7 separate regions of the Mus musculus genome follow, and regions 1, 2, 3, 4, 5 and 7 are each linked to region 6. Evidence: chromatin contacts called from public HiChIP or PLAC-seq and promoter capture Hi-C data. All regions are on one chromosome and are shown on one strand. The core of a region is the stretch at or near the end of the contact, and the rest is flanking DNA. Distances in the headings are between cores, read along the strand shown. Region 1 overlaps Wdtc1 (WD and tetratricopeptide repeats 1). Region 2 holds the start of Gpr3 (G-protein coupled receptor 3). Region 3 overlaps Dnajc8 (DnaJ heat shock protein family (Hsp40) member C8). Region 4 holds the start of Slc9a1 (solute carrier family 9 (sodium/hydrogen exchanger), member 1). Region 5 holds the start of Wdtc1 (WD and tetratricopeptide repeats 1). Region 6 holds the start of Stx12 (syntaxin 12). Region 7 holds the start of Atpif1 (ATPase inhibitory factor 1).

What was found. Promoter capture Hi-C pulls out the DNA fragments that hold promoters and counts their contacts. HiChIP or PLAC-seq counts read pairs in DNA pulled down with a chosen protein or histone mark.
Region 1: a contact with region 6 is called in an H3K27ac HiChIP or PLAC-seq map of double positive thymocytes, with 4 times the contacts expected there. The contact joins the enhancer-like site here to the promoter of Stx12 in region 6. A contact is called at or near these places in 1 of 39 promoter capture datasets (hippocampal neurons), 2 of 115 datasets of contacts at active chromatin or transcription factors (bone marrow-derived macrophages and double positive thymocytes) and 1 of 9 other capture datasets (adipose tissue).
Region 2: an H3K4me3 HiChIP or PLAC-seq map of bone marrow-derived macrophages shows a contact between it and region 6, with 2.4 times the contacts expected there. The contact joins the promoter of Gpr3 here to the promoter of Stx12 in region 6. A contact is called at or near these places in 1 of 39 promoter capture datasets (neutrophils), 1 of 484 Hi-C or Micro-C datasets (cerebral cortex), 2 of 115 datasets of contacts at active chromatin or transcription factors (bone marrow-derived macrophages and large pre-B cells) and 3 of 9 other capture datasets (adipose tissue, liver and macrophages).
Region 3: a contact with region 6 is called in a promoter capture Hi-C map of hematopoietic stem and progenitor cells, with 3 times the contacts expected there. The contact joins the enhancer-like site here to the promoter of Stx12 in region 6. A contact is called at or near these places in 6 of 39 promoter capture datasets (the C10 cell line, cranial neural crest, hematopoietic stem and progenitor cells and 3 more), 2 of 115 datasets of contacts at active chromatin or transcription factors (extraembryonic endoderm stem cells and large pre-B cells) and 3 of 9 other capture datasets (adipose tissue, embryonic stem cells and pancreatic islet).
Region 4: a contact with region 6 is called in a promoter capture Hi-C map of liver, with 3 times the contacts expected there. The contact joins the promoter of Slc9a1 here to the promoter of Stx12 in region 6. A contact is called at or near these places in 3 of 39 promoter capture datasets (liver and pre-B cells), 2 of 115 datasets of contacts at active chromatin or transcription factors (both in embryonic stem cells) and 1 of 9 other capture datasets (liver).
Region 5: an H3K4me3 HiChIP or PLAC-seq map of bone marrow-derived macrophages shows a contact between it and region 6, with 6 times the contacts expected there. The contact joins the promoter of Wdtc1 here to the promoter of Stx12 in region 6. A contact is called at or near these places in 2 of 115 datasets of contacts at active chromatin or transcription factors (bone marrow-derived macrophages and stem cell-derived neural progenitor cells) and 2 of 9 other capture datasets (adipose tissue and liver).
Region 7: a contact with region 6 is called in an H3K4me3 HiChIP or PLAC-seq map of the SCID.adh cell line, with 11 read pairs. The contact joins the promoter of Atpif1 here to the promoter of Stx12 in region 6. A contact is called at or near these places in 3 of 39 promoter capture datasets (the C10 cell line, cranial neural crest and embryonic stem cells), 5 of 115 datasets of contacts at active chromatin or transcription factors (the 230-238 cell line, the SCID.adh cell line, T-cell acute lymphoblastic leukemia and 2 more) and 2 of 9 other capture datasets (adipose tissue and pancreatic islet).

Annotation. Positions count from the first base shown.
Region 1 is chr4:133,297,963-133,301,663 of GRCm38.p6, reverse strand. Wdtc1 (WD and tetratricopeptide repeats 1) reads left to right here. Exons shown (of 16, transcript NM_199306.4): 12 at 930-1,103. Among named protein-coding and RNA genes, the nearest start is that of Tmem222, 22 kb to the right of the region's middle. Within about 2 kb of position 2,368, at least 79 of the 459 cell types and tissues checked have an H3K27ac peak or open chromatin away from gene starts, as enhancers often do. A contact at or near this core is called in double positive thymocytes and hippocampal neurons, where this site is marked.
Region 2 is chr4:133,211,009-133,215,037 of GRCm38.p6, reverse strand. It overlaps Gpr3 (G-protein coupled receptor 3), which reads left to right and starts at 2,502. Exons shown (of 2, transcript NM_008154.3): 1 at 2,502-2,619; 2 at 3,674-4,029. The coding sequence starts at 3,679.
Region 3 is chr4:132,553,284-132,556,830 of GRCm38.p6, reverse strand. Dnajc8 (DnaJ heat shock protein family (Hsp40) member C8) reads right to left here. Exons shown (of 9, transcript NM_172400.3): 9 at 3,089-3,547. Among named protein-coding and RNA genes, the nearest start is that of Gm24762, 7.8 kb to the right of the region's middle. Within about 2 kb of position 1,645, at least 67 of the 459 cell types and tissues checked have an H3K27ac peak or open chromatin away from gene starts, as enhancers often do. A contact at or near this core is called in embryonic stem cells and hematopoietic stem and progenitor cells, where this site is marked.
Region 4 is chr4:133,368,398-133,372,077 of GRCm38.p6, reverse strand. It overlaps Slc9a1 (solute carrier family 9 (sodium/hydrogen exchanger), member 1), which reads right to left and starts at 2,343. Exons shown (of 12, transcript NM_016981.3): 1 at 1,171-2,343. The coding sequence starts at 1,534. It overlaps Mir5122 (microRNA 5122), which reads right to left and starts at 2,302; the gene lies at 2,214-2,302.
Region 5 is chr4:133,337,074-133,340,863 of GRCm38.p6, reverse strand. Wdtc1 (WD and tetratricopeptide repeats 1) reads left to right here and starts at 1,549. Exons shown (of 16, transcript NM_199306.4): 1 at 1,549-1,868.
Region 6 is chr4:132,882,758-132,886,648 of GRCm38.p6, reverse strand. Stx12 (syntaxin 12) reads left to right here and starts at 2,191. Exons shown (of 9, transcript NM_133887.4): 1 at 2,191-2,401. The coding sequence starts at 2,284. It also overlaps the pseudogene Gm13033.
Region 7 is chr4:132,533,064-132,536,949 of GRCm38.p6, reverse strand. Atpif1 (ATPase inhibitory factor 1) reads left to right here and starts at 1,536. Exons shown (of 4, transcript NM_007512.4): 1 at 1,536-2,211; 2 at 3,015-3,468; 3 at 3,563-3,654. The coding sequence starts at 3,382. It overlaps Dnajc8 (DnaJ heat shock protein family (Hsp40) member C8), which reads right to left and starts at 1,391. Exons shown (of 9, transcript NM_172400.3): 1 at 1,287-1,391. The coding sequence starts at 1,364.

The DNA.
Region 1 (3,701 bases), core at 1,119-3,618, 410 kb before region 6:
AGATAAGCATGCCCTATAAGCCTGTCTTCGTGGCGCTGGAGAGAGACTACTCAGCAGTTGAACACTGGCTGCTCTTTCAGAGGACCCAGCTTCCATTCCCAGAACCTATACAGCTGCCATAGCTGTCTGTAGCTCCATTTCCAGTGGATCTAGTGCCTTCCTCTGGCCTCCTCAGGCACTGCACACATTTGGTGCACAGACATTGATAGAGGAAAAACATCCATAATACAAAAATCTCAACAAAACACACACATACAATGCATGTATGCATGTGCACGCACACACACACACACACACACACACACACACACAAACAAAAAACCCTCCCTCCTGACCTCAACCCAGTTGTGAATCCCAGATGGTAGAGGTTGGGCCAGAGGGGCTTCTTAGAGGGCAGCTAGTGTTCCAAAGGCAGCTTCTATCTGAGAGGCTGCCAAACATACCCAGATTGAAGTTTGTCCTTCTGCCCCAGCCCTGGGGTAAGGGTCCAGAGGCTAGCTGCCTCTGAGTATTGACTTGGTCTCCCATGCAGATAATCCGTCCCATTACAGTAGTTCCCATTACAGTACATCCCTGCCTCTGTTCTCTTCCCACCCCTCTGTTGTCTCGTCCTTGAGACAGACTTTTCCCATAGGAGGAAGTAGAGTGGTCACAAGATTAGTTCAGTGCAGATGAAGGTGGCACCAGTGGCTGTCACCCGAACCCCAGCATTTGGTTGGTAATGGCTTTCCTGCCGCTCCTTTACTGGCTCAAAGCACTTGGAATTATGCATATTCTTTCATGGTAATAGATAATGGCCCAAGCTCAGCATGAAAGTGGCCCCATCTCCTAGATGGCAGTGAGGTGCCAGGGTCCACAAAACCATGCGTGGCCCTTGGGTAGGGCTACTAATCTTTAAGTGGTCTGACTTGGCTCTCCTTCCCTCGCAGCCCCCAGGTGGAGCTGCCCCCATACCTGGAGCGTGTGAAGCAGCAGGCCAATGAAGCCTTCGCCTGCCAGCAGTGGACCCAGGCCATCCAGCTCTACAGCCAGGCTGTGCAGAAGGCCCCGCACAACGCTATGCTCTATGGCAACCGAGCTGCCGCCTACATGAAGCGCAAGTGGTGAGTGGGAACCGCAGGGGTTTCTCGGTCAGAACAAGGGCTGAAGCACCTGGGCCATGAGACCAAGTTGCTAGGGCATCCACAGAAGGTGGCATTGGCATCCCAGCTCTTGGGGCCTCTTGAACATAGGCCCCCTCCTTTCTACCTAAGGCTGAGGTAGCACAAGACATTTAGTGTGTGGGAGGGAGATTCACACGTTGCTTTGTTATAAGGTGTGAATGGAAGTAGGGATTAAGAGGGGTGGTGATACTAATTACTGGAGAGTTGAGGCTTGGGTTGGACTTTTGAGAGAAGAGTGGGACCTTGATAGATCCGACTGCAGAGCTTGGAGAGCTCATTTGTACCTTTATAAAATGAGTCTGAGGCTGAATGGCCCTGCAATCTGCTTTCTGGGTTCTTACACCCATCACTGGACCACATACGAGCTAGACCTCAGACATACACTGGCCTGTGATAATGGGATAGGCAGGTCAGGATCCTAAGATGCCCCACATCTGCAGAGATCATCAGTGTCCCAGCCCTGCCTGCAGCACCATCAGACAGGCAGGCAGGCAGACCCCATCCCCCAGCCAGGGCCAAGACTAGAGATGGATAGAGCTGGGCCCACAGCCATTTCTGCTCCGTCTGGCATCCGTCGGCTCTGCCCAGACAGACAGGCCAGCTGGTGTGCCATCGTCTGGCTGAAACTAGGCAGGCCTGGGGAAGCTTAAGGAACCCACTCAAGTCAGCAGGATGGGAGTGGGGGAGATGCCACACACAGAGCAGTTAGCTGAAGCCTCGGGACTTTCCCCAGGGATCAAGGGGCACCCACATTCAAAAGAGGACTATCTGGGGCCCAGCCATCTGAGTTGTGTCACCTCTGTTACACTGGTTGGGTAGGGTGTGACAACCCCTTCATCTTGACTTGGCTGAGAGCTCAGCTTCGTGTCTGTATTTTTGCTGAGAGAAGTTGGTGATTTCTGAATTCACAGCTTGTTTTCTGAGTTCCCACTGTGTGCTAGGTACTGGGGAGACAGAGTTCTATCACTCTGAGTCCCTGTGCCCCAGAGTGCCCAGCCACTGAACGAGAATAAACTCTCTGGCATAGTTCGGCATGAAATAGGAAAGATGCAGGAAGCAGTAAGTCTTGGAAATGGTCAGGTATAGTGCTGTGGGTTACCAAGAAGAGTTGAGTCACCTCAGCTCAGGATCAGGGAAGCCTCAGAAAGATGTCGTGTCTGAATGGGCTCTAAATGTGGGCAGCTCAGACAAGGAGATGAGGGGGAGGAGAGGACTGTGGGGAAGGACACTGCAGGGAGAGGAAATGGTGTGAACAAAGGCGTGGGGGCGGGGGACTGACTGAAGAGCCTGCCTCAGAACAGCAAATCCATTTGGCTGGAGCAGAGGGTTCTGGAAAGGACTGGCAGGGGATGAGTCTGTGAGGTAGCCTGGGGCTTGCCTGGAAAGGGCTTGGAATGCAGAGGGTGGCATTTGGCCTTGATTCAGTGTGTGATGGGCAGCTACTGGAGAGCTTTGAGCGAGGACGTGCAGAGGGCTGTCTTTTCAGGGAGATTGATCTGGCAGTACATCTAGGATGGGTGAGCCCTGGGGCCAGCCTGCTCTTTTTTTTTCCCCATCCCCACATGCCTGCCAGTGACCCCTAGAATGTCACGTTCTGTCCCAGGCCAGCCTCCCCAGGGCTACCATCTGCTCCTGGAAACAGACCACCCTCTGGTTCCTGGCTGGTCTCTGGTCTGGCTCTTGCTAGGAGCTCAGAAAGGGGCACCTTGCAGGCAGTAACTGGGTTTCCAAACAGCGCCTGCTCCTTCGTCATAGGCACTCGTTCTGACGCAGAGCACACCATCAAAGCAGCTCTGCTTCCTGCCTGCCCCACATTGCTTAGCTGTCGGTTAGAGTCTTAAGTGGCTACTCCAAGGGCTGGGTGCTCCTCCTGACTGTATGGCGAGAGAGGTCAGGAGACACCTGTGACCTGTGCCCTTGGTGAAGGGACCCTTGGCATTAGTGAGTGCTGCTTGCTGTAAGCATAGTAGACCCACCCCAGCCCAGTAGGAAGCGGGGAGGTTCAATCCCCAGCATTGAAAATACAAACATTTACAGGTTTCTAAAGGGGAAAGTGACTCTCATTGCTGCTTGGCTGTACAGATGAGAAACCAAATTGGGTTTCTGGCAACAGGGAGGTGGGCCTGGAAAAGAGGGCGTCTCCCTCTACCCCTCCAACAGAAAGCCTACACTCCCCTTTATCCATACTTGTCCATTGGAGAAAAGAGTAGAGAGGATTTGGAGCTCCTGGTGTGCACAGCCCCCTCACCATCAGCTTCCAGAGAGCTGACTTTGCCAGACAGTCAGGCCCCATCCTCCAGCCCCAGGAGGTGGAGGCCACAGCTGCTGCAGATCAGTCAGCCAGGACAGAGGGGGGTCTGGCTGAGGGCATGCTGGTCAGACCCTGAGTCCCTGGCCTAACACTTCTGGCTTCTCCAGGCCACAGAACTGTCCTTGAGGGCCCCCTGCCTTGGACATAGCTTTGAAGACCAGCAGGGGGATTTGAGGAGGTGGATGAAGGAAAAGAGAAGGAGGGCTTGGGGAGTCTGCGGTGGGCAG
Region 2 (4,029 bases), core at 1,253-3,752, 330 kb before region 6:
GCCGGCCTGGAACTCAAGAGATCTGCTTGATCAAAGGCATGCACCACTATTGCCCGACAAATTTTTGTTTGTTGTGTTTTGTTTTGTTTTTCAAGACAGGGTTTCTCTGTATAGCCCTGGCTGTCCTGGAACTCACTTTGTAGACCAGGCTGGCCTCGAACTCAGAAATCCGTCTGCCTCTGCCTCCTGAGTGCTGGGATTAAAGGTGTGTGTCACCACCGCCCAGTTTTGTTGTTTTTTAAATATGAATGAGGTTCCGCATGGGTTCTGGGAGCCAACCTTGGGTCCTCTGGAAGAGCAACACATACTTTTAACTATTGAGTTATCGCTCCAGTCTCATACTTGAGTGTTTTTGTTTTGAGACAAGGTCTCTCTGCATAGCCCTGGCTGACCTGGAACTCACTCTGCAGACAAGACTGGCTTCAAACTCACAAGATCTGCCTCCCGAGTGCTGGGATTCAAGGCATGCGCCTCTGCCTCCTTTGTTTCCCTCTCCTTGACTGTTCCTGTTATGTTTCATCAACCAACAGATAATAGTAACTGAATACCAATTACATATCAGGCACTGTCCCTAGCACAAACCAAACCTAGGCATTATTGTCACATGCCTTATCCTACAGTGGGACAGCCTCAGACTCCAAGCAAACAGTAAAAGGGAACTAGGGAGAGTATTTTGTTGCAGGAGTTCTGCACACCTGAGAAGATAACAAAGCAAGGAGGGAAGGCCAGGGGAAGGTTAGTCGGTCATTTGTGACCGGTCAGGAAGCCCATTTATGGATGAAATGGCTAAAAGGAGAGTTCTGAAGGGAGCTTGCCCATAGGAGCCTGCAGCAGGAGAGCCCCATCTAGCCTGGTCCCACAAAGGCAGAGCCTCCTGTGACCACTCTTCATTTTCTTTGTGCCCTCCTGTGTTTCCCTGACATCCTCTACTGGCCAGATACACCACTGACAGCCAATATACAGCCCCGTGCTGCTAACGGGCCAACTGCCCCCAGCAGTCCCCAGCCGTTTAGACATGAAAAAACAGCTTCAGAGAGCCTAACAGGGCCTCAAAGTCACAGGGTTCGGAAGCGTGGATTAGGCTTGGAGGCCTGACCTCCTCCACCAGCTGAACTCCCCATATCCCGCCCAAACCCTGCCAGTCTCCAGCCCATGCTCTGTCATCTCTGTGAGGCTATGACGCATTCCCTGACTCCTGGCCTCCTTCCTTTCCTCAGCCTCAGACCGACATCCGACCCCTGACTCCCATCACCCTCCTAAAGTCTTGAACATTCCAGAGACGATCAAAGGGAGAAAGGACAGTACTGGTGCCTAGGGTTAGATCTGATGGGGCATTTCCCTAGGGATGGCGCAGGCAGGTCTAGTAAAGAGCAAGTTTTCTTTCTGCCCCACCCCCTGGGGTACCTAAGCCGGTGCTCAGGAAGGCTGCTCTGAGCACGGAGCTGCCGAGTCCTTCTGCTTCCAAGTTCTTCCCGGCTCCCTATCTCCTGCTGCTTCGGGGAAGTGACCACCCCCGCCCCCCCCCAGCCCTCGCTCTGGCTTTTCAGATCCTTGAATAAATAATTGAGGTTTTGAAATCTTGCCAGGCGCACCCTCCCATGCAGAGAGGACGCTATTGGGTCCACATGAGTGACGTCACCCAGCTCCTTATTCCAACCCCAACATCACGGGACCTGTCCTGACAGCAACTTACCTGCTGGGTCGCTGTCCAGTCAGACTTCCTACCCTGTTCCCTCACTCTGGGGCCCACACACAAGTCATTTGGTCTTTACTTCAGGACCCCACAGCTCTCATTTAGCTTCGTCACCTCAGTCCTTTATAGCACTTAACAGGGTCACAGTGACCTGAAGTTCCTTCACCTGCACACTCATCTCCAAAGCCTTGTCACCACTTCTGTTACCCTAGGGTCCCCGAGCTCCATCATGCTGCAGTCATCCTGACAATGCTGTGGCTGTCCTGAGGAGGCCTACACCCCGCTACCGTCAACGTCCCACAGCCGCCATCCTCCAAGATCCTGTCACCGTGCTCATATCGTCACAGCCACCCACCTCCCTGCTCCCTCGTGCTCCTGTCACCGTCGCCTCGGGGCCCTATCAGAGGCAGAGCCTGTCATCCTCACCGGGGACGCCCATTTCGCTCCATCACCTGTCTTATGTCAGCTCGTTTCTGCCACCGAAGGTACTCATCACCCCCGCAGACTATCCCAATCCCTTGACCTCTTCCCACATCCTCTGTGACCTCCCCGAGTCTCTTTTAAGGCTCTCCCACTAGTGTCCCCAAAACCCCCGACCCGCAGAGGGCGCCGCGTCAAGGACAGAGAGCCGGCTCCGGAGGGGGCGGGGCCGCGGCCACGGTCACTTTTTATGAATGGGGGAGCGGGCGGCGCGAGGCCTCATTACTATGCCGCGCAGCACGCGCTGCGCTCCAGCGCGCAGCGCCCATTGGCCTGCTGGGCTTCTGGCGTCACCAAACCGGTGGCCGGGGGCGGGGCGGGGCGGGGTGACTCACGCCGCGTCTCCCGCGGCCGCGGGGGCTTCTTGGGGTCCGCGCACACCTTGCTCTGCCAGAACCTGAGTGGAGGCGCCCCGCGGCCCGGCCGCACCCGGTCCTGAGCCACCGGTGAGTAGTGGGCCCTGCCGCGGGTACCCGGAGTCTGGGAGGACACAGCGTGCAGGGGCGCCGGGCCGGCGGAAGGCTGCTTGCCCCTGCTCAGGGTCGGGGGGTCGTACCTGGGACTCTGGATGTGCAGAGTCTGCATAAGCAGGCAGCTCCCCAAGTGTTCGGGTGCTCTCGAGTGGTATGATGGGGTGACCCGGCAAAGGGTGAGCATTCCTGCGGGACCTGAGGCCCTAGAGGGACGGGCGGTCATCTGAGGTTGGGAGAACAGGAGGCGTCTGGGGCGGGCACCTAGACGTCCGAGTAGCGGGTGGTGTCTTATTTGGGGCTTCGGCTATCCAAGGCAGGAGGCGGAGTCAGGCCCAAGATCCAGGTGTCCGGGCAGAAGGAGGGGTCTGACTCAGGAATCCGGCTTTCACCAGGGGGTGTCTGCTACGGAGACCCAGTGGTTAGGAGGAAGAAGGGGGCAGTGTGTGTGGGGTGTCTGTCCGGAGTCAGAAGTCTGGGAGAGTGTAGGGGAAATGAGTTCCCAGGTGTTACCCTGGGAATGTCGAGTGGGGGCTGGCAAGAAGCTGCACCGGCTTTGCCTGGGGGCGGAGCTTGAGGCTGGCAGTGCCCATGAATCGTGAGGGGTCTGGGAGCTTCAGGAACCAAGTCATCGTGTCTGGTGGGAGGGAGCTGACTGCTCTTCTTCTTGACGTGTTTCCCTCCCCTATTCATGAGCCTATTGAGGGCACACCTTGAATCCTGTGCTTCCCCTATTCACTTATGGTAAGCTTTGATTCACTTCTTTGACCACGTGTGGCCAAGAGGTCTTCAGGACTTAGAGGAATGGAGGGGAGGGTGAAGGGACACAGAAAAGGGATCACCGAGAAAAAGGGACCCCTGTTTAGAGGCCTGGAGGCATCAGAGGACAAAAACCACAGGACATGAATTGGGGGTGTGGGGTGTGCAGGACATCCGTACCCTACCTGTTATCCTGACAGCTTTCTTTTCTCGAAGGGCCTCCTGTCAGGATACGGGCCTGCCAGCATCTCATAGGACCTTTCTTCTACAGGTACCATGATGTGGGGAGCAGGAAGCTCTATGGCCTGGTTCTCAGCTGGCTCAGGCAGTGTGAACGTGAGCAGCGTGGACCCAGTAGAGGAACCCACAGGCCCAGCTACACTGCTGCCCTCTCCCAGGGCCTGGGATGTGGTGCTGTGCATCTCAGGCACCCTGGTGTCCTGCGAGAACGCGCTGGTGGTGGCCATCATTGTGGGCACTCCTGCCTTCCGCGCCCCCATGTTCCTGCTGGTGGGTAGCTTGGCCGTAGCAGACCTGCTGGCAGGCCTGGGCCTGGTCCTGCACTTTGCGGCTGACTTCTGCATTGGCTCACCAGAGATGAGCTTGATGCTGGTCGGCGTGCTAGCA
Region 3 (3,547 bases), core at 396-2,895, 330 kb after region 6:
CAGTTACACCTGAATCCCTGGTCCAAGAGGTGATGGAGCTGCAGGGGACGGAAGCCGCTGAGAGCTTGCTTCTTTGAGGGTGTGTTTCCTTGGTGGTTGCTCGCATGGAGTTCGGGAAGCAGGGAACAGAGTGAGGGAGGAGTAGGCAGGAGTCAGGCCCAGACCAAAGTGTGTGATTCACCTCCTTCTGCCCTCCCGTCCCTGTTTGATCCATGCTGACATTAGAATGAATAACTAGAGGAAACTTGCTTGCGGCCTCTGTTGAACTGTAGGGCACCTGAGGCCAGGAAGTTCCTGGGCGGAGCCCCAACCCCAAGGTCCCCCAAAATACTCACACCCAACCAGGACTCTACCCATTTCAGCCAACAAGGGGCCCATCTGAAGCCAAGCCCCTCTGGGAGGAAGGGCTGGGCGTGGGGGAAGCAGAAAATTCAAGAATTAGGCTCCTTGTCTGAGGGGGAGAAGGAAGATCCCAGCATTGTCCCTAGGAGCCCAAACTTCAACAAGACCGTCCCAAATCCAGTTAAGACTGACAGAAAAGACTCAAAGCTGATAGACACCTGTCTGAGGGGATGCACTGAGGACCACAGATGTCCAAAGGCACTCCAAGTAAGGGAGACTGATAACCTTGCCTCTGGGGATGCCCAGTCTGTTGGGAGATAATTCTGCCTTCGGAAGCTATCTCAGCTGAGAGGGAGGTAGGCAACCTCTGAGGAGTTTTTTGTCTGATGATGGAAGCCAAAGACAAGGATTTAGGGCTTGGCTGGAGCTCCAGTTTCTACACTGTCCCTCTCCTCCCACCTCCTCACCAGGATACCAACTAGACTACCAAAGCGGTGACCCGTTGCCTACACCAGTTGCAAGTTGCCTTTAAAGGTACAAGGGCGACGCCAGGCGTGGTGGCGCATGCCTTTAATCCCAGCATTCAGGAGGCAGAGGCAGGCGGATTTCTGAGTTCGAGGCCAGTCTGGTCTACAAAGTGAGTTCCAGGACAGTCAGGGCTACACAGAGAAACCCTGTCTCGAAAAGGAAAAAAAAAAAAAGCACAATGGCTACTTCACAAGAGGAAGTTGAGGCTTCAGGATGATGTCATTACTGACTCAAATGCCAAACTTCTCACCCTACCTACCCCACTGGCTCCCTCCACTTTACCTGGACCCAGGGAGCCCTCATTAGCTGTTGGCTGTGCCATGGAATGTGTGGGGTGGTGGCTTTGACTCATGGGACCATAGGAAAAGGAGTGGAGTAGCTCTTTTAGCAACCTTCCAGTGAGGGAAGACTCCCTCACTGTTGCTCGGAACTCCCCTTTCCCACCCTGGGGGACAAGGGGCTGCCCTAGGTAGAGGTCAGACTTGGCTGTGAGACCTCAACTCAGTGCCCAAGTCACCCTCTCTAGCTGGATCACCACAGAGAAAGCTGTTCTAAGCAATGTTATGCACTGGGTGAGGTTCACTGCTGTTCTTCCAGGCCAGTCCATGGCCAAAATGTGGCCAGAAGGAAATGGGACTATTCCTTCTAGAAAATACGATGTCCTCACTGGTACCCACATAGCTGAAGGTGACAAGGAACTCCTGATTCTAGCTCCCTGTGCCCATGCTCCAGGCAAAGCAGAGTATTCCTGGGTATGACCTCACCACCAACCATCTGGGGGGACTTCTCCTGACTTAGTGTCTTCCCCTCACGTCCTCCCCAGCTAGGCCAGCCACTGTTCACTGCTCCTGACTCCTCCTCCCATTGAGAACTGGAGGTGCCCAGCCCACAGGAGCAAGGCTTACTGTTTGTTCTCCATTGCTGCCTCTGTTCACTAGAGATGTCCTCAGACACATTCGCAGGACAAGCACATCCGGGGAACCGGCTTCCTGGACCTTTCACTTAGCAGTTGTAAGGTGTGGTGTCAACACACAAGCTTCCTGCAACTGAGAAGACATACCCTCCTGGAATAAACAGCAGCAGGGCAGCCACTCCCTGGTGTCTCGGAGACTGTGACTACCAGACGTAGGGGAACAAGCACTGTATTTTATCATGCAACTGGATCTGTACAACCCTTACTGAACACCACACTCTCCAGGAAGCACTTGCTGGCTGCCAAGGACAGAAACAAGGGCGTCCAGAATAGCGGGTTCACGAGTCCTCCTCAGCCTCTGCACCTCAGCTGTGAGGCATACAGTGGAGGTCCCCAACTATCTGACTTCCAATCAGCCTGTTTGTGGATGGAGTAAGCTAATTGCTGTGGCTTATTGCTGGCACAGCCTTCTGAGAAGCAACAGGGGCTTGCAGGTGGCTGAACGGAATCACCTCAAGTCCTGTAAATGCCTTTATCCTGTAGGAGGAGCCACTTTGCCAGCCTGGAAAGCTCCGGGAACCGCTCCCTGCCCAGGATACTTCATCAGCTCAAAACACATAGTTCTGCAGTGACCAGAAACTTCCCGCCCTCTGCCTTGCTTTGGGGTTAGGAGTTACTGTAGCTCAAGTGGTTTGGACACGCCCCAGCTGTACCTGGAAGAGTGGTGAACTCAAGCTCCAGCCTCCACCCACAAGGAACAAACTGAAGGTGTGTGCACCCTGCCTTCTGTAGCCATCCCACCTGAACACATCTACAGGCAACACAGAATGCCCTCAGTCACTCACGAGTCACTGTTCTACACCCACCAGGCCCCTCCAACAGGCTGAGCATACCCAGTAAGCCGGATACACATCACATTTCACCCTCAGTGTGCAGCCTCTTACTTAACAGATAAGACATTGACAACACCCATGGCGTTGGTGGCCGCATTAGATCTGTGGTGATTTCCTACAGTGAAATCAATGTTTCCAAATTGTTGATAATGCTGTTAGGATGGAACCCGGGGGCTCCTACACAGCCTTCGGCCTCTGCCATACTTGATATTCCTGTACTTTGCTTTGTGAGTACTGAACCTAGAACTTCACACATGCTAGCAAGCATTCCATCAGAGTATGTCCCCGGCCCTGTGTTCCCATTTTGTAGGTAGACAAGCTAAGGTTTAACAAATTAGTGTAGGGAGCTATGTGCGTCCAGCTGCAAGACACTTGCCTGTCCTTGGAGTCACACCCGAGGAGGAGACCATCAAAGGCTTGGGTATAAAAATTTATTATACGTAAAAGAATATTACCACTAATAAATGCAGACAAGCAAGGACACAACGGGACTGGCTGGAAGATGAATTCTTTGGAAAGTGAACAGGTTTAAGTGGCTGGGAGCCTCGTGCCAAACACCACAGGGCATGAGGGCAACAAGTGACTGCCGTGTGAATCCACAATACCTCTCCTATTGGAGCAAGGGCCTCAAGGATGGCTTCCCAAGGTGGCCCAGGCTGATCTGGAGTCGGGGCAACACCACTGTAAGCAAGACATTTAATTGGAAAAATTCCACAAACTATACATGACCCTTGAGCCACACAATTCAAATATAAAACATTAAGTTAGAGGCGTGGGAAAAGAAGGCGGCATGGGTCCGAAGCTCCTTCAATCCTGGTGGATCCGTGGGGAAAGGACGGGGATGGTGAAACCAAGCCCCTCCTCTCAATGT
Region 4 (3,680 bases), core at 1,094-3,593, 490 kb before region 6:
ACCTCAGCACCAAAGCCCCATACCAGGAAGCCAGCTCCTGGATCTATCAAAACAGAGGTACTGGTTAGTTCCTGCAGCATGCCACAGGGCCAGCCTCACACCAGTTTGGTGTCCTTGGGAAAAGAAGCTGCGAGACTTCCTGCCCAGAGTCTCTAACTCCTCAAAACCCAAATCTCAAGCAAAGAGGGAAGCAGAGAGAGACCCGGTGGCTCCCACTTTCAGTTCGCTGAAAGTGGGCTGGAAAACTTAAGGTAGCTTGAAAAGCCCCCTAGATACCATCTCCAGGAACTTCTGGGCTATGCAGCCTCGGGAGAACCCCACCAATCACCCAGCAGAACAGGGTGCTCAGGCTGGGCAGGAACCCCAACCCTTGGAGAAGGAACAGCATTTTCATGTCATTCTTCCAAAAAGAATATTTTAAAATCTCTTTAGACCCAGCTCTTCTCTATCTCTTTGCCTTCAATGGGTGGTCCCCGTCTCTAGTCAGTTGGGTACAAACCTGAACCAAACCTCAACCTCCTCTACTTTCTTGCCATCCCCAAATGGCTGGCTGTAGCCATTCCTATGAACTGGATAACGGTTGGCATTTCTGGACTGGGACCTGACTCAGGGGCTTCTGACTGGCCTTGGCAGGCAAAGCTGAGAGGTATCACTCTGGGGATGAAGGTAAATAAGTCTCTGGGGATCCCTGTGTTCTACCACACACCTAAGTGCCTTGTACCTAGTTCCTTACTCTACGCAAAATCCTTAGACAGGCCAAGTCCTAAAACACCCTTTCACAAAGAATGTAATAAATCCGTACTGATTCCTGTTGACAGGACAGAAAGGGCCACTTGCTAAAGGATATTCCTGTCTTACACATAGCTAAGCACCTGCCTCCTCTCTAGGTCCCATCCCAGCTGTAGGAGACCAGCCAAGCCTTGGCAGCTTTTCTGAAACCAATATCAGAAGCATCCCATCTCGTGCACGCTCCTGACCCTCCCTCCTGCTACATAATGCCAGCTCACAGGCCAGAGCTGGAGTTTAAGGACCAACAAAAAGGAGGGAGAGGCTGCCCGCCCGCGTTGCAGAAGTGGTTCATTCAGAGCCTGAGAAGCAGAACCTGGTAACAAGTGGGGCAAGAAGCTCACCTATCTGGTGGTGGCAGCAACAGCACCATCATGCACTTACCTATCTTCATGAGGCAGGCCAGGAGAATCCAGAGGGAGATCTCAAAGGGTGTGCGCACGTGAGGGTAGTCAATGTCCAGGACTGGGAAGGCCTTCCGAGATGGCTTACCGCCATGTTCAATGATTAAGTTGGTCAAATTGTGGTCATCTGGGCGATGGAGAGGCTCTGATGGTGCCGTGGTGACATCCCCAATTGAGCGTTCCCGGGGTGGTTCAGAACCTCTGATGGTGCTGGCAGTAGGGCTGTGCTGGAGGCCGTGGCTCCTGAGAACAGGTAGCAGTCCCACCAAGGCAACCACCACCAGCAAGGAGGGGAAGATCCGAGGTGGATGAAATCCCCAGACGCCGGACCACCGAAGCATCATACTGATCCCCCAGCCTAGGAGGCCTCAGCCCTTAGCGAAGTGCGTGTAAGACCTGGGACATAGGTAGCAAGGAGTCCTGCAGATGGGGTGAGACTGGGGCAATCTCTAGGAAAAGTTCATGTTTTAGAGAAGTATTTTCGTTTTCTAGAGATTCACAATCTCAAAGTCCAAACTGCAAAAAGGGGTTAAGTACCTTGGAGGGACTAAGGAGGAAACCGAAAGGATCTAGAACTTCAGGCTGAGAGAAGGAAATCGGGGAAACTGCGTCCTGAAGAGAGGGGAAGGGCCGGATAGGCTGGACCACGGGCAAGGGAAAGGAGGAAGAAGGATAGGACCTTTGGCTAAGGAAAATCACCAGGGTGCTGGAACTCGGCTAAAGGGGAGGGGTAAGGAGCCTGGGCTAAAGACGGAAAAGGGTGAGACCCACTCCGCAGGGAAAGGCGAGAGAAGGCTGGAAGGCCAGCCTGGGATAAAGGAGTATAGCAGGAAAAAGGCTGGGGCTTTCCCACCCACAGGAGAGCCAGGGTCCAGCCGCGCCGGGCTGAGATTCCGGGGAAATGGAGGGAGGCGGAAGACAGAGGCAGACGGCCTGGCGGGAAGGTGCCTCGGCGCAGGCTGGAGGCGGCTCGCAGTGAGCCAGCAGCAACACACCCCTCCTTAAGACCCCGGTGCAGAGCTGTGTTCCACCCCGGCCCAGCGGCAGCTCCTTCGGTCAGCTCCAGCTCCACTTCCAGACCTGACACAGCCCCGGGTCCCGCGGTAGCGGACTGATGCCTCGCTGAGCACAGCGCAGCCATTTATAGGCACCAACGAGTAGCAGGCGCAGCAAGCTAGAGAGACCTGTCAGCGCCCGCGCGGTGCAGCGGCCCCTGTCGCCCAGGGAAGGAAGTGTCACGTAAGAAGAGGAAGCCGAGACCTAAATTGGAAAAAAAAAAAAAAAAAAAAAAGTACAATCTAACACGAGTGACATACTGTACTATCTACAAAGTGTTTTCTTGTTAGCATGTGACTTTGAACAAGTTATTTAGCCTCTCTGTTTCACAGCTTTCTCAACTGTAAGGTGGAGATGGATAGCTATAACAAAAGGATAACAAGATGGTTAAATGAGGTGATCTATGAGAAATGTTTAGAATGAAAGGGATGGGATCGTGGTTCAGAGGTAGAGTGCTTGTCTACCATTGGTTCCTATGCCCAGTGTCACAAAATAAAGTTAAATGAATGAATGAAATGGGCTAGAAATCTGCACTCTGTATGTTCCCAAGCATTGACCTGTGCTGAGGACCGTGTGAGCTGAAATCCGTTCCTGCATCCCAGCCACAGGTGCTTTGATGGCAATGTATTGGCTTCCCTTGACTGTGGCGGCATAACCCCAGCCTCCCTGTATCCGTCTTTAGGTCCAAATTTCCCCCTTTAAAAGGACTCCAAGCAAATTGAATTAGGAATTGGCCCTAATGGCGTACCTTACCTTGATCAACTTCAAAAACCCAATCTGAGCCACGAACGGTGGGAAACTGTAATTCCAGCATTTGGGAAACTAAAGAAAGAGGAATTTTTAACTCAACGTCAGCTTGTGTAACAAAGTGAGTTCTAGACCAGGCTGAGGTCAGTAGGGAGACCCTGTCTCAAAGAGATTTAAAACAACAACAACAACAACAAAACCCCTCATCTAAATAAAGCCACATTCTCGGGCACTGAGGGGTGGGCAGGGGTAGGACTTCAGCTTCTTTTGAAAGGGCGTGTTTCAACTCATAACAGTAGTGAAACAACCAAAAAGTAAGAGGCTGGGTATTGTTTTTGTCTGTCTGTCTATCTGTCTGTCTGTCTGTCTGGTTTAAAGAGAAAAGAAGGATTTTTATTATCTGCAGACAGAAAACAGCTTCCAGAAGGGGCATGTTCTGTTTTGTGCGAAAGGCTACATTCTTACAATGTAGCCCAGCTGGCTTCTAATTTTTGGCAATCCTCCTGCCTCTCCCTCTCAAGTGGGATTACTGGTATGCACCACCACACACAGCCGGAACTGGAATTTGAATGAATGATATTGATTAGAGTTCAGAAAGGTCGAGACATTGTGTCTACATGGTGCAATCATGAGAACTCTTCCCCCCCCCCTCAGAAGTAGGATCTGAACACAGAACCCTGTGCGTGC
Region 5 (3,790 bases), core at 300-2,799, 450 kb before region 6:
CTGTCTCTCCATACAGCTAAGCAGGAAAGGTCAGGAGGCATGCCCCACAACCTTTCTAGAAGATGAAGACTGACCTGAATTCACAAGAGAAAGAAATCACAAGTGGTCCGAACAGAAATGAGCAAAGACCAGACACTTATGGGAAGAGAAACTTAGGACCAGCACTCTTTTAAAGATTTGTTTATTTTTATGTATATGAGTACACTGTAGCTGTACAGATGGTTATGAACCCTCATGTAGTTGCTGGGAATTGAATTTAGGACCTTAGCTCACTCCAGTCAGCCCTGCTAGCTCCAGCCCAAAGATTCATTTATTATAAATAAGTACAATGTAACTGTCTTAGAGGCACCAGAAGAGGGCATCATATCTCATTATGGATGGTTATGAGCCACCAAGTGGTTGCTGGGATTTGAACTGAGGACCTTCGGAAGAGCAGTCAGTGCTCTTAACCGCTGAGCCATCTCTCCAACCCTGGACCAGCACTCTTAAGTGCTAAATGTTTGTACTTAGTCTCCAGCACTGCCTGGTTTCATTCCTTGTTTTCTAACCAGTTGTGTGACCCTGGGCTAGCATCTTTTTAACTACTTTATGCTTGTTTCTTCTTTTTAAAAACATAGGAACAATTGTATCTATCAAAGAGAGCATGCCCAATACAGTGAAAATAAAAGTGTTATTACTTAGACGTTGGCATACTGTGTATCTGCCACTCTAAGAGAAGAGAAATGTAAGGTGATTGCTTTTGAGTTGAAGCTCCTGGTCTCTCTCCCTTAAGTTATCTTTACTGCCACCTTTGTCACCTTGGAACTCCCTTAGAGAGGAGGGTGTCTCCGTTCTGACTTGGAGCTTGAAAGTCAGAAGAGCAATTACTTGGCTAGTATTAGATAGACCTTGTCTGCCATCGATCTGGGTTCCTAGAGCTCCCAGGTCACTCAACATAGGACCTTTTCCTTCCAGCACCTGAAGATTCGAGCATGGAACCTGTAACTTCAGCAGCCCCCTAGAGCAAGGAGCAGGCTGAGGCTTTGCTCTGGGAGGACTCAGGGTCTTAGCCTTAGGTGTCCCCTAATTTACAGCATCAAAAGCAATTTTGATGAGCTCTTAGCCCTTGGAGGGTCTGTACTGGACCTGGGAGAACATGTGGAATTGGGACTCAGAAAAGGTGTAGTGGGATGGGAGGTGCGTCCAGGTAACTAATGGTAACCGGGCGGGGCAAGTCCACGCCGCAGGACCTCTGCGATGGCGAAAAACTACGACTCCCATGATACTCCAGAGCTGAGCCCCGCTTTTCCGCCCGCCCACTGGCTGCCGTTCCCGCGAGCGGTGAAGCCGATTGGCCCCGGCGAAGTGGGGGGCTCCCCCGCTAGCAGGTTAGTGGGCGCCACCGGCAGCAGACGTTGACCGGGCGCGCGATGGAGGGGGGGTGAGGGTGGCAGAGAGGACTAGGGCCCGCGCTCACTATTCAGGAAACTGCCGAGCGCCATCGCCGTAGCGTAGCCGCGGACCGTGAGACGCGGGGCCGGCGCGGAGACTGCGTGGCGCAGGCGCAGTGCGGGACTTCTCCTGGGTCCCCAGACAGCTGGAGGAGATAAACAGAGGAGGAGGGAGGGGAGTGCGTGTGTGAGAGCGCGCGAGGGAGTGTGAGTGTGTGTGAGCGCGGGTGTGAGGCGGTGCGCAGGGGCGGGCGGAGGCGCTGTCCGGCCCCGGCCAGGCGCCGGGCGGGGAGCATGGGAAGAGGCTAGAGCTGCCCGGGTCCCCAGCCCCCTTCCCGGGATCCGCACCCCTGCTCCCGGGAGAGGGGCCGGGCCCCCCCGGACCGACATGGGCTCCTGAAGTTGCTCCGCTGCTGGTCCTGGGAAGAGACCTGACAGGTACGGGTCGCCGCCGCCCCATCCCCGCCGCAGATGTCGAGTCGGGGACCGGCTCCCAGAGCCCCGGCTCCGGGGCCGTCCGCTCTGGGCCGGCTCCCTGCTTGGGGGCCTGAGCCCGATCGCCTCGGGACTCCGGGGTGTCCCGGGAAGGGGTCAGGCCTCGGCGGCGAGGAAGGGCAGAAAGGGCCGGGGAAGGGAGGCTAGAAGAGGACTGGCTGGGAGGTCGGGGGAGGGGGTGGGGGAAGGCTGTAGGAGTCCCGCAGGCTCCACCGGGGCAGAGGTAGAAGTCGTCCTATCACGGGACTTTTATTTATTTATTTTTTGCGGAGTTTTTGACATCTGATCTGGCGCCGATCGCACTCAGGAAGAAAGGGGCAGGTGGAAGTTTCAAGAGGTCAATGACCTGGTCTGCTCTTTCCGTGTCTCTCTGCCTCTCTTTCCCTCTCTTGCTCTCTGTTTCTGTCACCCCATACTCCTTTTCTTTCTTTCTCTCCTTCTCCTTCCTCTCTCTCTCTCTCTCTCTCTCTCTCTCTATAGAGAGAGAGAGAGAGAGAGAGAGAGAGAGAGAGAGAGAGAGAGAAAGAGAGTGAGTTTTCAGGCTTCTGGCAGTCGCAGATGCCTTCAGTGGCTCATCCTGGCACCAAACTGAACTTTGCCAAGGTGTTTGCATCATCGACTGTAGCGCTAAGTACAAAGGGTCTCTGCTTGGGAGTGGGCTATTAGTACCCACTTCAAAGGGTAAATAAGAATCGGTAGAGATAAACTGCAAACCCGCAGGATCTCTTTCTGAAAAGCTTTAGTGGAGCGTCCCGTCCCACGCCCCACCCCCCACCCCCCATCCCAAGCCCGGTGATTGGAGTTTCTTGGCGACTTATGGTTTGCTCTCCGCTGCAGGTGCATTACCAGGACTAATAAGAATTAAAAAAAAAAAAGTATGAGGGTTTACATGCGATTTATCTGAGCAGTACAGACGATTTATCTTAGCAGCTGAGTGTGACTAATTTCTTGTGAATGTCTCTGGTGTTCTTAAATCTCTTGAGGTAAATGTGTTGGTGGAGCAACTTGAAAGTTTTCTCAAGTTTGAGTTTAGAAGCTGAGTACTGTGACTGTAGCTTTTCCATTCCTTCCAAGGATGGGGTGGATGATCGGGATAAAGTGTCAGATAAGCATTTTTTTTTTCATGTGTGGGTTTTAAAACAAAGTTTCATGTAGCTCAGGCAGGCCTTGAAATCATCTTGTAATTCATGCTGGCTATAAACTATTTTCCTGCCTCCAAGTCCCAAGTACAGGGATTAAGTGGTATAATGCTATTTCCCTTGGCCCTAAAGTTGTTTTGTTTTGTTTTGTATTTTGGAGATAGGCTTTCTCTATGTAGCCCTGGCTGCCCTTGTATTCACTCTGTAGACCAGGCTGGCCTCAGACTCAGAGATCTGCCTGCCTCTGCCTCCTGAGTGCTGGGATTAAAGGCATGTGCCACCATACCTGGCTCCAGGTGTTCCTTTTTAAACAAAGCCTTCGGGATCTCTTTATGAGCCTACCTAGTGAGACCCAGTCTGAAAACCCAAGTATAAATAAATAAGTAAAGCCTGAATCGGTTTTGAAAAGAAAATCATTCTGAGGAACCTTCTGAGGCAAAGATGTTCCTGCCTCCTGGTCCCAAGTTCTCTCTACCTAGGGCACAGGTGTGCTCACTGCTCGCTGCTTAAGTTGTGAGTGGGCAGGCGATGCTCAGACAGTGAGTGAGCACCCTTGGACTAGTTCTGGTTTGAGTTCTGTATTTTCTTTTCTTGTAAGCCTTGTATCTTTAAGAATTAGGATTTTGCTGTTGAGTATAATACCCAAGTATTTTTTTTAATTTGTTTTTATTTTACGGGTGTTGAGCCTTTTGCCTGCATGTATGTATGTATGTACGCCACATGTGT
Region 6 (3,891 bases), core at 942-3,441:
CTTGTTTGGAGAAGCCCTGAGCACTGAATGAAGGGACAGCCCTTCATGTTACTAACGTTAAAACTCTAAGTTGAAGCCGGGCAGTGGTGGCGCATGCCTTTAATCCCAGCACTTGGGAGGCAGAGGCAGGCGGATTTCTGAGTTCGAGGCCAGCCTGGTCTACAAAGTGAGTTCCAGGACAGCCAGGGCTATACAGAGAAACCCTGTCTAGAACACCCCCCCAAATAAAACAAGACACTAAATTGAGGCAGTGTTGATGATCTTAACACCCACTTCCCCCAAAGAGCTTGGCTTCCAGTATTCCAGTAGTGAGAACAGATAGGGTTTGATGTAGGCCCTTCCAAGGAGAATGGTGCCCCAATTTCCCCTAGGGTTTCCCCAAAGACAGCACCTGGAAGAGGCTTTTCTATCAGCAGGGGAGGACAGCATCGATTTTTTTTTTTAATTTTTAAATTTTATTTATTTAATGTATATATGAGTACACTGTAGCTATCTTCAGACACACCAGAAGAGAGCATCAGCTCTCATTATAGATGGTTGTGAGCCACCATGTGGTTGCTGGGAATTGAACTCAGAACGTATCGAAGAGCAGTCAGTGCTCTTAACCAGCACCAACAGCATCAATTTTACCACAGAGAACTTCCAACTCAGCAGCCTCTTTCTCCTGAGTTCTTCAAATGATTGGTAAGGCTTCGGTGAGAATGGTTTGTGGTGCTGGTTCATGGTGTAGCTTATACCATATGACCAGTGGCCAAACCCAAGATCTGCCCTAAAGCAGGTATTTGGGGGTTTGCAGTGGCAGTCTGCTTCCACCTGAGTGTCCCTGATCTCTCTGATGGGAGAATATACCTCTTCATCAATTACCTGGTACTTGAGTTTTTCATCCTTGAAAAGGCATAGTTTGGGGCTGGAGAAATGACTCTGCAGTTAAGAACACTGGCTGCTCTTCCAGAGGACACAGGTTCAATTCCCAGCATTCACATGGCAGCTCACAGCTCTCTGTAACTCCAGGTCCAGGGGCTCTGTCACCCTCACAGGTACAGGCAAAAGACCAATGAGCATAAAAATAAATAATTAAAAGAGAAAGCAAAGGAGCAGTTTATGCTGTCTATCTGGAGTTTTACCATAAACATGGCTTATATGTCCACTCCATGGCCCAGCCCTCTAGTGAATATATGTCCTTGTTTCTGGTCTGTCTTGAGATACTGGTGGGTGAATTGCTGGCCGAAGAATGTGAATATCATATTCGAGCCCTGGGGGTCAAGGATGAATTTTTTTCTTAGAATTTTCCCCATAATCTTTTGAATCAGAAACCCTCTTCTTCCCTTTCACAGGATGGGAGTCAGGCAGTCATCTGTTACAGGAGGAGAGGCTCTGATGTAGTAGGAGAGGTTGGAGAAGGGTGCCCAGTTTTCGTAGGTGTGGTGCACATTGTAAGTTGGTGGGCTGTCAATCAAATGCCATCTGGCTGGCAACATATCTCATGACTGAATTCCGCAGGAAGGGAATGGTTTTTATTTGTTTGGAGTGTGAGTGGGTTTTCCGAGACAGGGTTTCTCTATGTAACCTTGGCTGTCCTGGAACTCACCCTGTATACCAGCCTGACCTCAAAGGAAGGAAATGTTAATCAACAATGTCCCAGAATCCCTTGAAGTGGGTAAGCACGGGGCACACCGTATTGGCGGATGGTTTCAGTAGTAACTTTATTCTTGCTAGAAATTTAGGTGTTGAACAGTTTTCACCATCGAATCCTGTCGGGTACAACTGCACGTGTACTGGTCCCATTCCATGCTCATGCATTCACCTCGATTTTGACATGGGTTGGAAAAGCAAGAACTTGCTGGGTGCCTGAACAACAGTGCCGCGCGGAGCAGCAGGATGCGGGAGCGGCAGGATGCGGGAGCAGCAGGATGCGGATGAGCGTGTTGGCGGCCGGAAGGTCGTGGAATGCGGGGCGCGCCGTCTGTAGACGACAGGCTGAAGAAGTCCGGTCCTGTACTGGCTTCACAGCTGGAGGAGTCGGGTCTTGCGAGAACGCTCACCGCCAGCAGTTCGAAAACTCTCAAGAGACGACCCACCGCCAATTCCAGCCGCACACGCGCACTGCAGGATGGGGCGGAGCGCGCGCATGCGCACCGCGATGGGCGGGGGGTCAGTGCGCACGCAGTCGCGGTCCCTTCCCCGCCCTTTCTCTTCCCGGTTTTCCTCTCAGCTGCTGGGCCCGGTCAGTGGCAGCTTCCGGTAGGAGCGCCGCGAAGCGCGACCCGGTCTCTGCTCACTGTCATGTCCTACGGTCCCTTAGACATGTATCGGAACCCCGGGCCGTCGGGGCCTCAGCCCCGGGACTTCAACAGCATCATCCAGACATGCAGTGGCAACATCCAGCGGATCAGCCAAGCCAGTGAGCGAGGGGACCCAGCCGGGAGCTGGGGGCGGCCTGAGGGACAGACGGTGGTGAAGCTGCCAAGTCGGGGAGCCCGGTCTGGGTCGCAGCTCAGGCCACACCTTGAGGCCGTCGCGAGCCTCCACTCTGGGCGCGGCGAGCTGCCTTTCCCTGGGTCGGCCAGGCTCGGGCCCTTTAGGTCCACACCCCTGTCTTAGGCGGTTAGAGTTCACGGTGTTGGGGGTCAACAGAGCCGACAGCCCCGATGGTGGGAGGGAGTGTGTGTCATCTCCAGGACTGTGAGCAGCAGTCTTGACTTGGCGCAGTGGTCAGCCGAGTTTTTCCTGTCGTCGCCGTCCCCCTCTCCCCACCCACCTTGTTTTCCTCAGTTCCGATCAGGGGGTGCTTACTTGGTTGCGACTTTAGGTTCACATTCAGCTCAGCGGTTGGGTCCTCAGACATCAGCAACTTTCAATTAAGGGAAGTGGAGAATGCGTGCGTTCGAGTGACTTAATACACTGTGTTTCCTGTAATTAACCTGGACGTCAGTCAGTGCCTGGCATTTAAGGGACGGGAGGACTGCTGCTTTATGGCACAGAATGCACCGGGAACATTTTAGGTTAGGTTGTCTTTGTAGCGAACGTTTTTCCCATTTCAAGCATGAAGATGTCCTCTTCTGCCTCCGTTGAGAGCTACTCTTGGCCACAATTACACACCAAGTAAGAGATGGCAGGGTTGGGCCAAGTCAGTTTGTAACTGCTTACCTTAAAACTCCCTTCTGTAGCTAGAGTCAAGTACAGGCTGTTTTTGAGTTTCAGAATCATCCCAGAGCCCTGTAAACAGAACAACAGAAGCAATTTTACTTTAAAAATGGTGACAACCATCTGTGTTGTTTATTATTCTGTTTTTTTTTTTTTTTTTTTTTTTTGTGAGCTTAGCTATACTGTTAATAAGTAGAGTCAGTTCTGAATTGCAGTTATGTCCTAAGCTTTAAAGCATAAGCTACCACTGTGCTTTTATTTTCTTTTTGAGACAGTTTTTTTGTAGCTCTGACTATCCTGGAACTCACTCTGTGTACCAGGCTGGCTTCAAAATTAGAGATCCACCTGCCTCTGCCTCCCAAGTGCTGGGATTAACAATGTACGCCACCACACCCAGCTTGTCACTTTGCTTTTATATCTAAATGTATACTGTAGGATTTGAGAGGTAGAAAGTTTCAGGCAGGAAGGGTTAGGCCTGGGTGTATGGAGGTAGTACGAATACTCAGCTTGTTAACCCAGATATGAAAAACACAATAATAATTGATGACTAGACAGTATGGTACTTTGTGTCCCAGTTTCCTTTTGTTAAGGAGCTATAATACAGGATAAATCAGAAAATTCTTTTCAAGGGGCTGGCAAGATGGTTCAGGTAAAGTGCTTGCTGTGCAGGCCTGACCATCTGATTTGAGCCCCAGAACCCAGATGAACGTGGAAGGAGCAAATTAACTCCACAGAGCTGTACTCTGA
Region 7 (3,886 bases), core at 287-2,786, 350 kb after region 6:
CAAAAAGCCAAAACTAAATTTAAAAAAATATAATAAAAACACAAGAGGGCTAAATCAGAGTCCGTGCTGATTGTCAATGTTGCACCGGGAAGCACAGGCCTTTCTTCTCTGTTTCCTGCCTGAGGATGTCAACTGCCCTGCCTCCATTTTCCACCAAGATGGACCAAAATTTCTCCAACTGTGAGCAATGCAAAATATGCTAACAATGTGAAGGAAAAAAATATTTCCTAACATAAAAAAAAAATTTTTTTTTTGTTTTTGTTTTTTGAGACAGGGTTTCTCTGTGTAGCCCTGGCTGTCCTGGAACTCATTCTATAGACCAGCCTGGCCCTGAACTCAGAAATCCGCCTGCCTCTGCCTCCCAAGTGCTGAATTAAAGGCATGAACCACCATCGCCCGGCTTACAAGTATTCTTATAAGCACAAGAGATAATGGCTCTGGTCCCAGCACTTTGGAGGCTGAAGCAAGAGGGTCCAACCTGGGCTACCAGAAAGTACTTAATTCGAAAACGACTGCTTTATAATTTTCAAGCTGCTTTTTTATACACGAAACCCTTTAATCGTCGTGAAAACTCTTACAATGTTAACTTGCCAGTGTGGGAACTGATGTCTTGAAATTTCAACAGCAGTTAGGCTAATTGCCTTGCGAGAACGCAATATGTGGGCCTCTGACGCCAGATAGCTAACTTTAACTCAGTTTATTCATTCATTTAATCAACGGATATATGCGAAACATCCACCACGCATTAGGCACTGGCGATGCAAATGTCAACAAGGCTCAGAGCAAGTTCACTCCTGTCCTACCTGACACCAAGAACGTATGCACCCTCTTAAGAGGTTCGTCATGTTAAAGATGGAGGGTTCACATACGCATTCTTGTCCCGATGAACAGTGCTCAGCACTGATAAGACCGCAGAAATCGCCACTCGCACAATTCATGGCAGAGGAGTGGGACAAGGGCCTCCTTCCTGTTTACAAATAAAAGTGGGTGCGCCGCAGCTCGGCCTCCGCCAGCCGGAGACTCCACCGCCAGCAGGCTGCACCGCGCGACCAGCAGCTCGCCGGGCCCCTCTCCGGGTCTGGGTCCACAGGCCCAGCCGCCCCGCCGCGTTCCGGGGACCTCAGTAGCCACAGTGGCGGTCGCGCATGCACTCCGCAGCCGATCCGCAGTCCCCAGGCCAGACGGCGCGGGCCAACGGTCCCAGGAGGCGCCTCGCCGGCCCCAGCCGCGGCGGACGAAGCCGGAGCACGGTCGTCCTAAGGCCACCATCCTTACTCCGGGCTCACCTCACTGTAGAAGGTCATAAATGCCTCCTCTGTGCTGCCTCCGCCACCCGAAGCACCACTCTCTCCCGAAGCCGCCATTTTCCCGGCTAACCACCACGTGACCGTTCTGCGCAAGCGCAGCCTCACGTAACCACCCAAGCCCGCCTTCCCGGACTCCCCGCCCGCCAGCTGAACTTAAAGGGGCCGAGACCTCTTTTTTTTTTTTTTCGGTTTTAGTTTTGGTTTTTCAGAATAAGGATAAAGTTTCATAGTGTTGCCCTGGTTGTCTCCAGTCTCTGACAGAAAGAAATCTGTTGTCTCTGGATATACCTATTATTATTCTGGACATTTCCCATGGATGGAATCTACTTATACAATTCTTATTTAGGTTTTTTTCATGTGACAGTTTTTTGGTTTTTTTGACCCAGGATTTCTCTGTGTAGCCTTGGTTGTCCTGGAATTCTCTCTGTAGACCAGGCTGACCTCAAACTCACAGAGATCTACATGACTCCCTGGAGTGCTGGAACTGGCCTGGGTAACCACCATGTACCAGTTTTTTAAGAGTTTATCCCAGTGGAGCCTATCCTGGTACTCCAGAGGCAGAGGTAGGCAGATCTTCTGAGTTTGGGGCCAGCCTAGTCTCTATAGTAAGTTTCAGGACAGCCAGGCCTGTGAAAAAAAAACTGTCAAAAAAATTTTTTTTTTTTTTACTGCATTTTATGGTGGCATCCAATTCCTCAAAGGTATGTCTATGCTATGATTTGTTGACCTCTTCAGTAGTTCAACATTTGGGGTCTTCTCACCTTTGGACCACTGTGAAATAGTATTATGAAGCTGGACATATGCCTGTAACCCCAACTCTGGGGAGGTGGAGACGGAAAGATGAGAAATTGGCTTCTTCACTGCGAGTTTGAGGCCATCCCGAGTTACAACAGATCTCATTGAGGTAGGGACAAAATCGGAAAATGGGATGGAAGCAATTATGAGCATGCATGTATAAGGATCTGTGCTTGGAGTTTGTTATTTAATTTTTAAAATTATACTTACTTATTAGTGGGGGCACAGTGTCACAATGCACATGGAGAGGTCAGGGAGAACAACTTTCAAGAGTCCGTTCTCTCCTTTCACCATTGGGGCCCAGCACTAGCCCTATGTGTGGGGGGCGGGGGGGGTGCGGGGGGGGAGTGTATGGGGGGGTGTGGGTGTTTATTCGTTTGTTTCTGAAAACAGGATCTTGTTATGAAGCCCTGGCTGGCCCAGAATTCCCTTTGTCGAATAGGCTAGATTAAGCTAGATTAAGCTCTTCCTGTGTGCCTCAGGAGTGCTGGGATTACAGGTTTGTACCACCAGTTCGCTTGATGTTCTTTTCAGTGTCCTTGTAGCCCGTCACCAAGTTATTAGGTCCATTCACCGACACATTGATACAGTTCAAAATTACTAATTCACTACCTACTAAGGCTCTGATGGCTTCACAAAGTAAACTGTGAGAAAGAACTCAGAAGCAAGGATAAAAAAAAATTGCTGTCAGGATGACTAGGAAGGTCAAAGAAGGGTTTCTCTGAGAAAGTGACATTTAAGGTGAGAGAAGGCACTGCAGTGGCAATATAACCAAAGAACAAGAACACCTCTTAAGAGATAAACACGATTTCATATGTATAAACAGAGGTTTGAGGTCGATATCCAGGCTGTCGGCATCCTAGGCATGGCTACCACAAACTTTGTGTTTCCCCAATCTATTCATGTCCATAGGGCTTGCCATCGTGTACATTTTTAATAAAATCGACCTTTGGACGGAAATTGTGCAGTGGGAGTGAACGAAATGCCTCATTCTAAAGAGACCAAAAGCCAAGATTCATCTTTTGACTTCGCTCTGTAGACTCCTGGGTCATGATGCGTTAGAGCCTTGTTTATTAACTGTTAACTAAGGGATAAATCCGCCTCCCTCTCAACAAACGCTGCAGATATCATAAGCCCCGCCCCCTCCCTCCTGATTCGCGGTTTCCGTGCTCGTCCCACCTCCCCGGCGTCTAGATTGGCAGTTCAGCCGCCCTCGCAGTTAGCGCGCTAGGAGAGAAGCAGCCACGCCCGCAACGCGAGCTGAGCAACGCCGAAGACAATGGCAGGCTCGGCGTTGGCAGTTCGGGCTCGGTTCGGTGTCTGGGGTATGAAGGTCCTGCAAACCCGAGGCTTCGTCTCGGACTCGGTAGGTGGCGGCACGGCCCAGCGCCCATCGCGGGGCGCAGGTTCTCTCTCCCTTGTTGTGCCTTTTCTTTTCACGTCCACGACTCTCTTTGCAGTCGGATAGCATGGATACGGGCGCTGGCTCCATCCGAGAAGCTGGTGGAGCCTTCGGAAAACGAGAAAAGGCTGAAGAGGATCGGTACTTCCGGTGAGGCCCACCTGGTCCCAAGTCCAGCCCCCAGTCGTCCTCCCTGTCCTTTCTACGCTCTCTGTCGCTCCACCCATCTTTACCTGGTCCCTTGGGGCGCCCATCTTCTGGCAGAATTCCAAGGCTGATGAAGCCATCGGGTCGCCTCGTAGTCGAGACTGCTAGTATCGCACTGCTGGCCTCCCAGCCAGCCTTAAGCCTTTTACACCGGTTCTGCAGGACTCAGCCCAAG